Regions from separate parts of the Mus musculus genome. Here region 2 is linked to region 1. Evidence: chromatin contacts called from public promoter capture Hi-C data. All regions are on one chromosome and are shown on one strand. The core of a region is the stretch at or near the end of the contact, and the rest is flanking DNA. Distances in the headings are between cores, read along the strand shown. Region 1 holds the start of D130079A08Rik (RIKEN cDNA D130079A08 gene). Region 2 holds the start of Sox21 (SRY (sex determining region Y)-box 21).

Region 1 (5,537 bases), core at 507-3,006:
GACAGATATTCTTCAAAAGCAAAACCCAAACAGCATAATTTAAAGGGAGATTTTATTCTGAATCTTGTGGCTTGATTTTTTTTTTCCTAGTAGAAGAAATCAAATGCAGTTTACATCTGTAGCATTTAAAAAGAAAATCGGGAAGAAAAATAATGAAAATTTAACTTTAAAGAGTGTGTTTGTATTTTAAATATATTAGTAAATAAAATCCTTAGAGAGATGTTGGCCCATCTTCCTAAGCAAAATATCAAAGTTTACTAACAAACCAAAAGTCTTGACAACAACTCGGAAGGCAGAAGAAACCCTGTGAGTATATGTCCGAATATATAAATGTTGGGCGCGAGAGATAATGTTAAAAAAAAAAATCAAAAGATCCATCTCATTCCGAGCTTACTTGATTCACTTTAACCTCAGAACTGAAGCTTGAAATTCGCTTTGCCCACGTTCTCGCCCTTCCAGCCTCCCGCTGAGAAGCCACTGCGCCCCTTTTGAACTATATTCTGGCTGTTTGCTTGGCAAATAAATACTGTTCCGCCCTATTAAACCTTTTAGGTAGTTTTCATCTCTGGATTCCTCAAATACAGAGCTAATAAGGCGATGCTTTGAAGCTGTTTTACTTTCAAACTATAGCCCCGAGGCGTTAAAACCCACAAAAGGTAAGTGAGAAGTAAACTGCCAGGAGCGAGGCTGCGCCCTTCCTTTCAAAACTGCTGGGACTCTAGCCGAAAATAGTCCGGATTTCAGTGCAAAACCGGGTTTCAATTGGAAGCCCCTGGGAGTTCTATTCGTGTGCCACTTTACCAAAGGAAGTCAAGAGAGAAGAGACCGGTTTAAGTTTAAAAGCCTGGGAATTTCTTGGAAGGAGGTAGAGATGGGTGGTAAAGGCCGAAATTGGTTTCCCTAAGTTGATGCTGGCAAACATGTGTCAGATGGAAGGTAAAGATTAGGAGTTAGTTGGCAGTGGACTCAAGGAACCAGTAAAAGAACTTCTTCAAGAGGAGTGGCAGTGTGCGCCAAGAGATTGCTGGCCGAGCTTAAACTCACTTGGAACCTAGACATTAAGATTACCCATTCGGAAGACTCTATTAACTTACATTTGTTCCCTGCTTTCCCAGTCCCAAGATAGCTCCCGCCCCCGCCCCTCTGCACCCAACATGAGGATTTTTTTTTTAAGTTTAGTTTAAATGTAGGCAAACAAAACAACCAAAACGTATTCGGTTTTAGTGAAAACAGATAAAAAGCGCTTGCCGCTGAAAGGCTACACATTTTAAGTAGATTTGACAAGAAAGATAAGCCTGATCCAAACATCTCTGTACCTCGTCAAAGGCACCCTACCTACCTGCCTTTTCAAATTCCTACATTTCCATTGCTAAAACAGAATGCATTTTAAGATTCTGCAGAGCCCAGGACGCGAGCTCCCAAACCCGTGAGCCTCAGAGCCCTCTGCACATTTAGCTTCTCTTTCTTTTTCTTTCTTTCATCGCAACGATTTGATAAAGTCGCAGAGATGATCAAAATTAACATAAATCATTATTAGTTATTAGGATTTGCTCTAAATTACACTGTGAATATCGCACCAGCCCCATCTGCCGCCCCTGCTCTCTCAGCAATAGATTGCAGATAAAATAAATGTCCTTACCCCATTAGAAGGTTCCTGTCTCTGTAGCCAAAAGCCAAACAAAAGCAATAAATACCAGGCTTTTTCTCTCACTATTCAGCTGCGACTCTTCTCATCAGCCCTTCCTCTGGAAAAGCTCAATAGCTGCCTGAAAATATTGCATTTTATATCACCAAAGGGCGATTAATATTGCATTAACTGTATTTAACATTTTTAAGCGCGAGTAATCTACAATGAGTTACTTTCTGTTAGTAAGTACAGGGGCGTCAGAACTCCTGCAGACCACTTAAGATAGCTTTGTGAACGGATTATTTATCTCACACGTTGTATTTTTTTTTAATAATGTAAGGGTGTGCCACGCGATGTTTGAAGTAGAAGAAGCCGTGCTAATGGTCTGCTGAAAGTATTCTGACACTGTCTGGAGACGGCCAGGTCTCTGCCTTCATTAAATGTTTATTGTCAACACTTGGCAGGGGCGGGAGGGAGAGAAGAGACCTGTGCAAGTGATTTTCCGCGGTTGGAAATTGTCAACGTTTTGTTTTATTCCGATTCTCGTCTATAGAAGTTTGTATACATTGTGCTGTGCTGAGGCTAGGCGTCGGAGTTATTAAACAAACTTATGCTTGCAATTCGTTTTACTCGATAAATGCGCGGTCTCTTTTCTCTCCATCCACCCTCTTTGCCAAGTCTTCATCAAGCTCTCTGCCAGTCCCTTCCGCTTCCCTTCACCCCTTCAATTTGTTCCTAGCCACCTCCCTCAGAGCAGACTGGGACGCTCTTCCCCATTCCACCGGGGGAGGGGGACGATCTGAGGGAGAACACGAGGGCTTTGCAGCACCCCAATCCTTTCGTCCAGATATAAATCCTCTCTAGTCTAATCAGTTCGCGGGGTATTGCATCTTAACAACAAAGCAAAAGCCTAGGTCGTATTCATCCAATTCTTTTGAAAATAAACAAAAAATTAAAATAAAAAATAAAATAAAAATTAAACCTGCAAAACCAAATTTGAAACTTCTGCATCCGTTAACTGACTTTTGACTTAGGCAAGTTGGGATGTAAAAAGAGAATTTTTAACTAATATGAGATTTGCGTCTTCTTCCCTTTTCACTCAAACTGATCTCAAAGGCACTTAGGAGAGGAACTCGACCTCTGACAGCGCCTAATTTTTGAAACCGGGAACTGCAGCTGACTCCCCCAAGTCGCGCTCAGTGCGCATGTGCGGGCTCTGCTCCCTCCCTTTCCCCCCCCCATCCCCCACCCCCCCGCCACGCTCCACGCACTCAGTCCGCTCGGACTCGCCCCCACCACGGTCTGAGCTCGGTGGCTACCAGTGCGCACGCGCGCGGGATGCCCTAGCCTTGGGCTCTTAACCCGCTCGCATCTACTCTTGCCTGGCTGTATGCTGCCCCTGACCGGGAAAATGCTGGTTGTCTGGCGACTAGGAACCTAGGGGCCAGGGGTCCCCAGCAAGAAGCTCGGGCGTGTGTGTGTGTGTGGGGGGTGCACCCCTGGTAGCTGAATACACGACCCAGTTACTCTGGTTTGGGCCTGCACACGCCATCCTCCCTCCCTGTCGTGAAAAGTTAGGCGGGTGGGGTGGGTGGGTTACAAAAGGGCGGCTGCGGGAAGCAGGGAGCCCAGGAGTTGCTCCCGTAATCACAGAGTCAGAGGAGTGCTCGGACAGCCAGCGCCACCCTCCGCAGCCTGCGGTTTTCAGGGATGGAGTCACCCAGGGCTGTTTCCCATCAAGCTGACTTGACAACAATTAAGAAAGTTTTTAATTAGCTTCTTGTTATCATTCATTTTATTAATTTCCAGAACCCTCAGTCCATGAATTATTCAGAGGGCAAGGCAACCCGAGTGGGGTGGCCGCGCGTCCGCGTCGCACGTGCCCGGCTGGACTACGGCCCGAGTTGCGCACTTGAAGTCGCACAGGCGCGAAGGTTTGATCAAATATTAAATAACGTAATTATTGCGACAAGGCTTATCTCGCAGGTGAAAGAGAGGGCCCCGCGAGAACTTGATTTCGGCTGCTTTGGGTTTTTTTTTTTTTTTTTCAATTAAGCGGGTGGCCTCCTTTAAAACAGCCCACGAGGATTGTGTGGCTCCTCTGGTGTGGCTAAAACTGTTGTAGTGGTGATGGCGAGGGCAGAACATTATCTAGTATAATTGTGGTTGTCACTTCCCCTCTGGCCATCAAGACCCTTAGAATAAGGTTGGGAACACCAGTTTTAGCCAGTCAAAGGCTCCTATTTAAACTCAAAGCACCAAATAAGGAAAGCCCACCCACTTGAAAGATAGAATGTGGGTATCAGCCCAGGTAACATTCAAGTCCAAAAGCCCAGAAAACAAAGATGAATCTTGGGGCAGGAACTTACCAACAGTGTTGATCTGGGTCCTCGTTCTGAGAGGCTAAATGTAAGAACCAGACCCAAGCAATCTTAGTGTCACAAGAAAGTAAAAACCGATACAATCACTGCAGTGGGTGCCTACTGTTTATTATACAGCTTATAACTGAAGTTGAGAATAATTTAAAAACACGAATTAGACAAAAGTCTATCCCGAAGCTAGCTGATGGATGCTGGTGACATCCTTTCTTAGACCTACAGAAAAAGCAGAATCCCATAGAGTTCAGAAAGCAGTTTTGAGAGGAAGGTAGCATTTCTGTGGTGAGTGCACTCAACGCATATTTTTCGTTTTCCCTTTCTTATTCTGCTCTTGTGTGTCTAAAGAGTCTATCACAGAATCAGAGCCCAGTTCCCCTACCTTCTGAAACTTCTGTTCTTTAGAGGAGTTCAGACTCACACATTTTATTTCCACAAATTAGCAGCTGTGGGAGGAAATTTTCCCGACTTTCTGAACCAGAGAACTTGAAAAAGCCTAACTACCACAGATCAGCAAATCATTGCCTTCTCTTGAGGAGTCTCCTTTTAACATTTTCTGTGAGTTGACAGCTAAAGGAGTCTAACAGGAGCTCGCTCAGTCCTTCCTGGCCTGAACACATCCACTCACTAGAAAGCAAAACTTTTTTTTTTTTTTAATTTTGCACAGTTTCCTACTACATAAAATAGGAAACCCTGCAAAGCGATGCGTTTTCATGATGTTTTATTAACATAATAGTCTTTTTTTTTTTGTACTGGGCAAGGATTTACTTAGTACAAAACAAATGCTTAAATTCTTAATACATACATTATCCATTATTATATAATACAAATGTATTTGCCTGCAACATTTCTGTTTGAGCAGATTATTAGAAAAACAACCTTTGTAAATCTTTTTATTTGTTCATCCCTGGATCTCCAACAATGAAATCTGGTCATACTTTTCTATAAAATAATGTGTTCTTTTACAAATGTATTTTATTAGAAACTCTGATGATATCTCAAGTCAATAACAGAAACAAATCAATTTTGATGGAAGAGATCTATTTTTAAAAATACCTCTAGTGCTTTTTAAAATATTAACAACTGTTTTAAAATCACACCTTTTTAAAATGTACTATTCTTTTCTGAACACTTTTCTTTCACAGATATGCCGGTGAAGTTAAAAAGATTTAGCTAAAATAGGATGACTTCAGAGGATATAGTCCCAACTATTAAGAAAGTTTGTACATTTGGCATTTGATCTAGTTCCAGGTCACCAAAAGAAAAAGAAAAAAGAGAAAGAAATAGAACACCTCTTGTCAATGTGAAGCAATAGGTGGTATGCAGAATGTTCTAAATGAAGTGAAGCATTTGACAAGTTGTTGGGGCAGATCATAGGATACTTTTCTAATTCATTAACTGCCAACGAAAAGTCCTTTAGTTACAACGTTTTTTGTTTTTTGTTTTTTGTTTTTTTTTTTTTTTTTTAGATGTGTTTTTCGAGTAGAACAGCACATTCAAACCTCTCGATGCCTGAATCCCTGACCTTCAACTTA
Region 2 (6,270 bases), core at 3,309-5,808, about 14 Mb after region 1:
GGGGAAACATGTTTAAGACTTTTCTGGAGACTTCTCAACTCTAGGACTTGGGCTTCCCTGAGCTATACACACCCCCGCCGCCCTCGATATAGCCAATCCGTCAGTACACTATCATTTTCTTTCTAAAACTAAAATGCTTTATGAACTTGCTTGTCTCCAGTGGCATCTTGCCTAGAACTGGAGAGCCAGCCCTCTCTTTAGAATCTGTGATACTGAACTGTTTTAAAGCTATTAGCATGACAGAATAAAGCCCCAAGGAGGCCCAAAGTTGTACATTTTTGTTGGCACTGATTATCCTTCCATGTAAATCCTTGGAGTGCAAATAAGGAATACCCTAAAGATATGTGAACAAATTACACTGATTTAAGTGGTAGGGCTGTTCTGCAAACAAGATAAAGTGGTCCGGCAACTTTCCTCTCTGAAAATGTTACTGGAAACTGGTGGAGTGTTTTGAGCAGTCTAGATGTTTTTAAATGGGCTCTCTTCTACTGGTTCATGAATGCCACTCCCCCCCCCCCCAAGATAATGCAACTACTTGGGTTTTTTTCTTTTTTAAAATCTTTCCTATTCACGATTTAAAATGTGATAAATCAGGTTTTTGGCTCTGAATAACAATGGCTTGATTTAGATTCCCTAGTAAATCTATTCAAAAGTGAAACAAAGACTGCCTTTAGAGGATACCTTACACTTCACCTGGGCCAGGCCCCGTAAGGGCAATTCAGATAAAAATCTTGTTAGGAACTCAACAAGAAATAGAGGATTTTCTCTTTTCCCTGGTTCAGGCTTTATTTAACTCTTTGTTCAAAAAAAATGAACGGAGTGATAGTAGGGTTCTAATTTACAGATATAGCTTAGACGCATCTAATATTAAATTAGAAGATCGCACAAGAAAACCATTTACACATAAAAGTTAAAACCAATATTTAAACTTTTAAAACTTTATCTTACATAAAGCCAAAACGAAACTGAATACATGTTAGCAACTTCATTCACAAACATTAGTCAAAATATATACATTTAAAAGGGAACAAAAAGCTATAATTTCAGGAAGGTTTTTTTTTTTTCTAAAATGTGTTTTATAATTTGCAAGTGAATTGCAGGCTGTCTAGAAAATAAGCTAAATGGGAAGGGAGCTCTGAAAAACAGGCCAAAACAGTTCAGCTTGGGAGGAGTACTAGTTGGTGAGAGGCATCTTTCAAAAACAATTCTGTGCTTTCTTTCTGTCCTTTTTTTCCCCAGTTTTGCTAAGTAATAAATATATAATTACGGCCCAGACAAAAAAGTCTGATTTAATATTAGATAAAATTGCGATTCTGAAAGTTCCGCAATTCTTAAAAGTTAACTTTGACATTTGCTCAACATGTATTGAGTCTCAAACCGACTCAAATTTAGGGCAACGAAAATAACACATTTCCCAAGACTCAACGTTTTCACTGACATACACACATTTACAATCTTAAGGTGAACTCAGCCTTGAGGGGAAACAGCTTGTGTACTTTCCACGCGTTCGTAAACTGTGTCACAAGTCCAAGCCAGCGGACTCAGAGACTTCTAGCTGATATTTCAGGGGTAGAATATCGAACTGACAACTTCCACCTCACATGTATTTCTTTGCATTTCTTGTTCTTGGGAAAGAAGTAGAAGAAAAACCAAAAAAGGTCTTGCTTTGATTTGCACATGGGATGAAACAAAAGGAACGGCGGTCATCTCTCATATACAGGCCGGATTCGAGCTGGTCATTCACTGGTCAAGAAGAGATCCGGGCTGTGTTCTGCAGAGGCCTACAGAATTCAACAGTACAATCAGAGTAAGGCTGCCCAGAGCCACCCTACTCTAAAAAGCTAAAGACACGAGTCACCGGCTCTCCCCTTGGCCAGCTATTTCAGACCGAACATCAGAACCGAGCTCATGCAACACGGACCAAGTGGGACCGGGAGGGAGGAAGGATGAGACGCAAAAAGCAAAATCCAACCAACAAAACTGGAAAGCCCAACGTATCGTAAAGCACCGCCCCTCCCCCTCTGTGGGTCAAAACGCAACAGGTTCCGAAGTGCAAAGCAAACACCAACTGCTGGCGCTAACAACCGCTCTCCTTTAAAGTTGGCTGCAGAAGTGCGGCGGCTGGGGAATGATGCTGCGAAATCCACACGCTCTCTCGCCCGCGCCCTCGAAGGCTCGGCCTTTCAAGCCCGGACTGGCATCTCCGCCTCTGCCTGACACCTATACATCTATGTACATACAAACCGGGCCCCCTGTCGCCCGAGGGCGCAGCGGAAGGCCGCGAGTCTCGAACCTATACATATGTACACGTGTGTGCACAGGTCCCCGCGGGGTCATAGCGCGGCAGCGTAGGCCGCGGGGTAGGGGTCCAGCTGAGGCTTGCCCATGCCTGGCAGCAGGATGTAGGCGAGCGGCGGCTGCAGCCCCGGGCTGGGCCACGCGCTGCAGTTGCACGGGATCATGTAGCCGGGGTTGCCGGGACTGGGGTGCGAGTGCGTGTGCCCTCCGGCGGCCGCCGCGGCCGCAGCAGCCGCCGCGGCCGCCCCGTGGAAGGCGCCCGCACCCGCCGTGGGGTACCCCAGCGACGACGCGTACGGCAGGCCGGACGACGACGACGAGATCTCTGCCATCTTGGAGCCCAGGTCGAGCAGTGAGTAGGGGCTGCCAGCGGCGGCGGCGGCAGCGGCGGCGGCGGCAGCGGCCGCAGACTGCGGGAAGAAGACGCGCGCGGCGGCGGCGGCAGCTGCGGCGGCCGCCTTCTCGGGGTTCGCGAGCAGAGACTCGGGGACCAGGCCGCCGCCCGCGCCCGCGTGCAGCCCGGCTCCCGCCTTGAGCGCCGGGTGCTCGGCGTCCGCCACGCTGCCCAGGCCGTAGGGCACGGGGAAGGCGAACTTGTCCTTTTTGAGCAGCGTCTTGGGCTTGCGCCGCGGCCGGTACTTGTAGTCGGGATGCTCCTTCATGTGCATGGCTCGCAGGCGCTTCGCCTCGTCGATGAACGGCCGCTTCTCCGACTCGGTGAGCAGCTTCCACTCGGCGCCCAGGCGCTTGCTGATCTCCGAGTTGTGCATCTTAGGGTTCTCCTGGGCCATCTTCCGCCGCTGAGCCCGCGACCACACCATGAAGGCGTTCATGGGCCGCTTGACGTGGTCCACAGGCTTGGACATGCTGTCGCCGTGCCGCGGCTGCAGCCCGCCGCCGCCGCCACCGGGGCCCTCGGCCTCCGCCCGGAGGAAATCAATGTTGGCTGCCAGAGGGAACCGGCTCAGCGGGCGGCCGTGCGTCCCCGCGTCGTTCCCGCGCGGGAAGAGAGGACCAGACGACCAGCCCTGGGTCGGGGCGCTGCGTCCCGGACCGCTTTGGTCTGTCTGGTCGAGCTCTAAGAAAAAATCCTCTCCGGGACCCTGAAACTTCTCCTCGGTGTCCCCACTCCGCGGTGTCACTCTGCCCTCTGCTTTTTTGTCCTCTGTCCCGTTGCTTTGGCTCGCCAACTCCCTGCAGGTGGCCGCTGCCTGGTTCTGCTCTCCCCTCTCCTCTGTCTTCAGCGCCTTAAAAGCCAAGCAGCCCCGAAAGTTGAGCGGCGGAGGATCCACCAAGTTGAGCCGAGAAGCCCGCCGCCGCGTGCTGCCAAGTGCCAAAGGGGGCTCTCGGCGGCTGGAGTGTTTGGGTTCTCCCCGGTGACTTTCTCATTTGACAGAAGCAGATGGGAGTGGGGGAGGGGTGGCCGCGAAGAGGAAGAGGAGGGGTAGGGTCGGGGCGCGCAGAGCAGGGCGGCGGACAGAAACACAAACACTGCAGCGGCCCGTCTTCTGTGTCGGGGTCAGGGCGCGCTGATGGAACCCCCAATCCTGTAGTTCTGCTGAGGGCTGACGCTGTCCCCGGGCACCTGCCTGGAGAATCTTGCTGCCGGGCTTTGGCACAGGAGAGGAGAGGAAGGAGGCGGGCTGAGGTTTTGAGTTAGCCTGAGTCGCCGGGCCTCAGTGGAGACTGTCCGGGTTCTCCGACTCGCTGCTGCAGGCTGTCCCCGGGGCCATGCTTGCTCCGCTGGCTCCCAGCTTCCCCGGGCGCACTGAAGGTCTCGGGCTCCCGGAGCACTCCAGAAGCGGAGGGCTGCTCGGTGCGGCGCGGCCGGCCAGGCCCGGGCGCCTTCTCCCAGCTCCGGTCGCAGCAGCCAGACACTTGCAACTAACTTCTCCCAAGTTTCCGGCCCGGGCTCAGCCGCGCCCCTCTCGGTGAGCGCGCCTCCGAGCGTGCGCCCGCGTGGGTGCCGCGCCCGCGAGCCCCTGGGTCCCGGCTACTCCGGGCGCCGCAGGCTGGAAGGATGCAGGGATCCAGGTCCTGGAGGAGGACGGGGATTAAAGAAAACGTGCTATATCACCTCAGATCGCAGGTCTGCTCTGGGGCTGCTCCTGCTTTCCCAGCTCCGGGCCCAGGCTTTCGCTCCGCCGCTTCCGAGGCGACTGCAGCCCGGCTCAGGTGAGTGTCGCCACCTGCGAGTGTTGGCGCCGGCAGCGGGCGCTGGGTGTGCATGTCCAGCCGCGGCCGTGTGTGAGTGTGTGTGTATATCCTGGGAGTGCGGAGGAGGAGCCGGGGAGTCCAGGAGGGAGGAGGGACCAGCGGAGCCTCCTCCCGTCCCCCCTCCCAACACTCCTCCTCCTACTCTTTTTTCACTTTGAGTGCAGGTTTAGGCGAGTGGAGTGTCCGCCGCGCGCCGCGGAGTCTGCGCACTGTTTGGAGCTTGGTGTCGCCGGCGGCTCCCCTGTTCTGCCCAGCGCTGCTGGTGCTCTGCTGGCTGCTCTTCCGGGAGGATGAAAGCGGTACACCAGAGGAAAAGAGCTTCAGAAACTGGCGAGGAAGAGGGTTGAGCCTGGGGGTGGGAGTGGGGGAAGAGTCTTTGAAAGTGTTTGAGACTGTTCCGAATGGCAAGAAAGTACTCATTTTCCTTGGAGGGCCAGGTGTGACTCGCAACAGACGCCTCCGGCAGTTTCTTGCCTCATGGTTGCACTCAGAGGTAGTGGAGTGGAAAGTAGCCCAGGATGGACAGAACATTTTTGGCAAGCCTTTGGAAAAGGAATGAGCCTAGGTTGAGCCCGCATCCCCTTCTGAATACACAGCTTTTTTAAACAGTTGTCTTCTGTCTTGTTTTGCCTTCTTTTAATTCTGGTCGTCAGAGCTATCTCTGTGTTGTTTCTTTAACGTTTGCAGTCTCTCAACGATAGGGCAAAGCTGCTTCAAATCAAAAGCATAAATCATTTCTCTAAATAAAAATTTTAAAAATGTTCTACTCTGACAGTTTTTATGCTGTTGAGCCAGTTTTCTTGCTTGGTAGTTAGAGCTATTATAATTGACGCTATACACAATCAAAAATCAAATAGCACCCCCGAATATTCCTGGGGAACCCCCCTCCTCAGGGACTTTGTGTTTCAGGCAGATTACTTGTCTTCCTTTGGCTGTTTGCAAGTAACACATTCGTATACACGGTTAGCTTTTTTTAAAATGTCTTTTTGCAATTTATGTCCAGTTTGTACACACACGGGACCTTTGAACCATTGATTTGTAATCAGGGCATTAACATGAATTGGTTTGCACTCCTATTTATTTAAGAATTGGGCTTGTTTTGTTGCTCATTTAAATTGAAGAAGGCGATGGCTTTTGAAATGTTTGTTGTGATAACAGACATGCCAGTCAGCAGTGGCATGTTAAGTGGGTTTCTGTTTTCCTTAGCTGTCATGTTTGTAAATGCTTATTTTGTATTGTTTTTGCTCTCCTGTTGCTAAAACAATTGAACTGATTCCTCTAGAATCATAATTCTTTACCTCACTTTTGTAGACACTGTCATTCAGACTCTGGGTGGTGCGATGCTAAGACTCTGGCAAGTGTAATTACATAGACTAGGATATTAAATACACTGTTTCATGATGATAAACTACAAAATTACTGTCTCTGAGCTTTCAACCTACCAACTTGCATAATAGTTTTGAGACAAAATATTACCCACTGTCACACAAAGAACATATATATGGGAACACAATATATGAAAACTGTTATTCACTAATTCTGAATAAAGTTGAGTCTAGTAATGAAAATTATCTTGACATAAAAAGATTGAAGGCTGAAGAAATCAATTTATGTTGGTAATTTAAATAATTTATGCGCTTCAAATTTATCTTATAAACATGCAATAAATTATGATTGCATAGAAATGTTTGTATATATGACTGAAATCTATGCTTATGTATGCTATAAGTTGTCAAAAATCAAATACATAAAACT

The links. Promoter capture Hi-C pulls out the DNA fragments that hold promoters and counts their contacts.
Region 2: a contact with region 1 is called in a promoter capture Hi-C map of hippocampal neurons, with 12 times the contacts expected there. The contact joins the promoter of Sox21 here to the promoter of D130079A08Rik in region 1. A contact is called at or near these places in 4 of 39 promoter capture datasets (cranial neural crest, frontonasal cranial neural crest, hippocampal neurons and 1 more) and 3 of 484 Hi-C or Micro-C datasets (cerebellum and embryonic stem cells).

Annotation. Positions count from the first base shown.
Region 1 is chr14:104,457,580-104,463,116 of GRCm38.p6, forward strand. It overlaps D130079A08Rik (RIKEN cDNA D130079A08 gene), which reads right to left and starts at 1,757. Exons shown (of 5, transcript NR_168067.1): 1 at 1,640-1,757. Pou4f1 (POU domain, class 4, transcription factor 1) reads right to left here. Exons shown (of 3, transcript NM_011143.4): 3 at 4,741-5,537.
Region 2 is chr14:118,232,472-118,238,741 of GRCm38.p6, forward strand. Sox21 (SRY (sex determining region Y)-box 21) reads right to left here and starts at 4,559. Exons shown (of 1, transcript NM_177753.3): 1 at 762-4,559. The coding sequence starts at 3,164. The coding sequence ends at 2,334. It overlaps Gm4675 (predicted gene 4675), which reads left to right and starts at 3,761. Exons shown (of 3, transcript NR_131969.1): 1 at 3,761-4,473.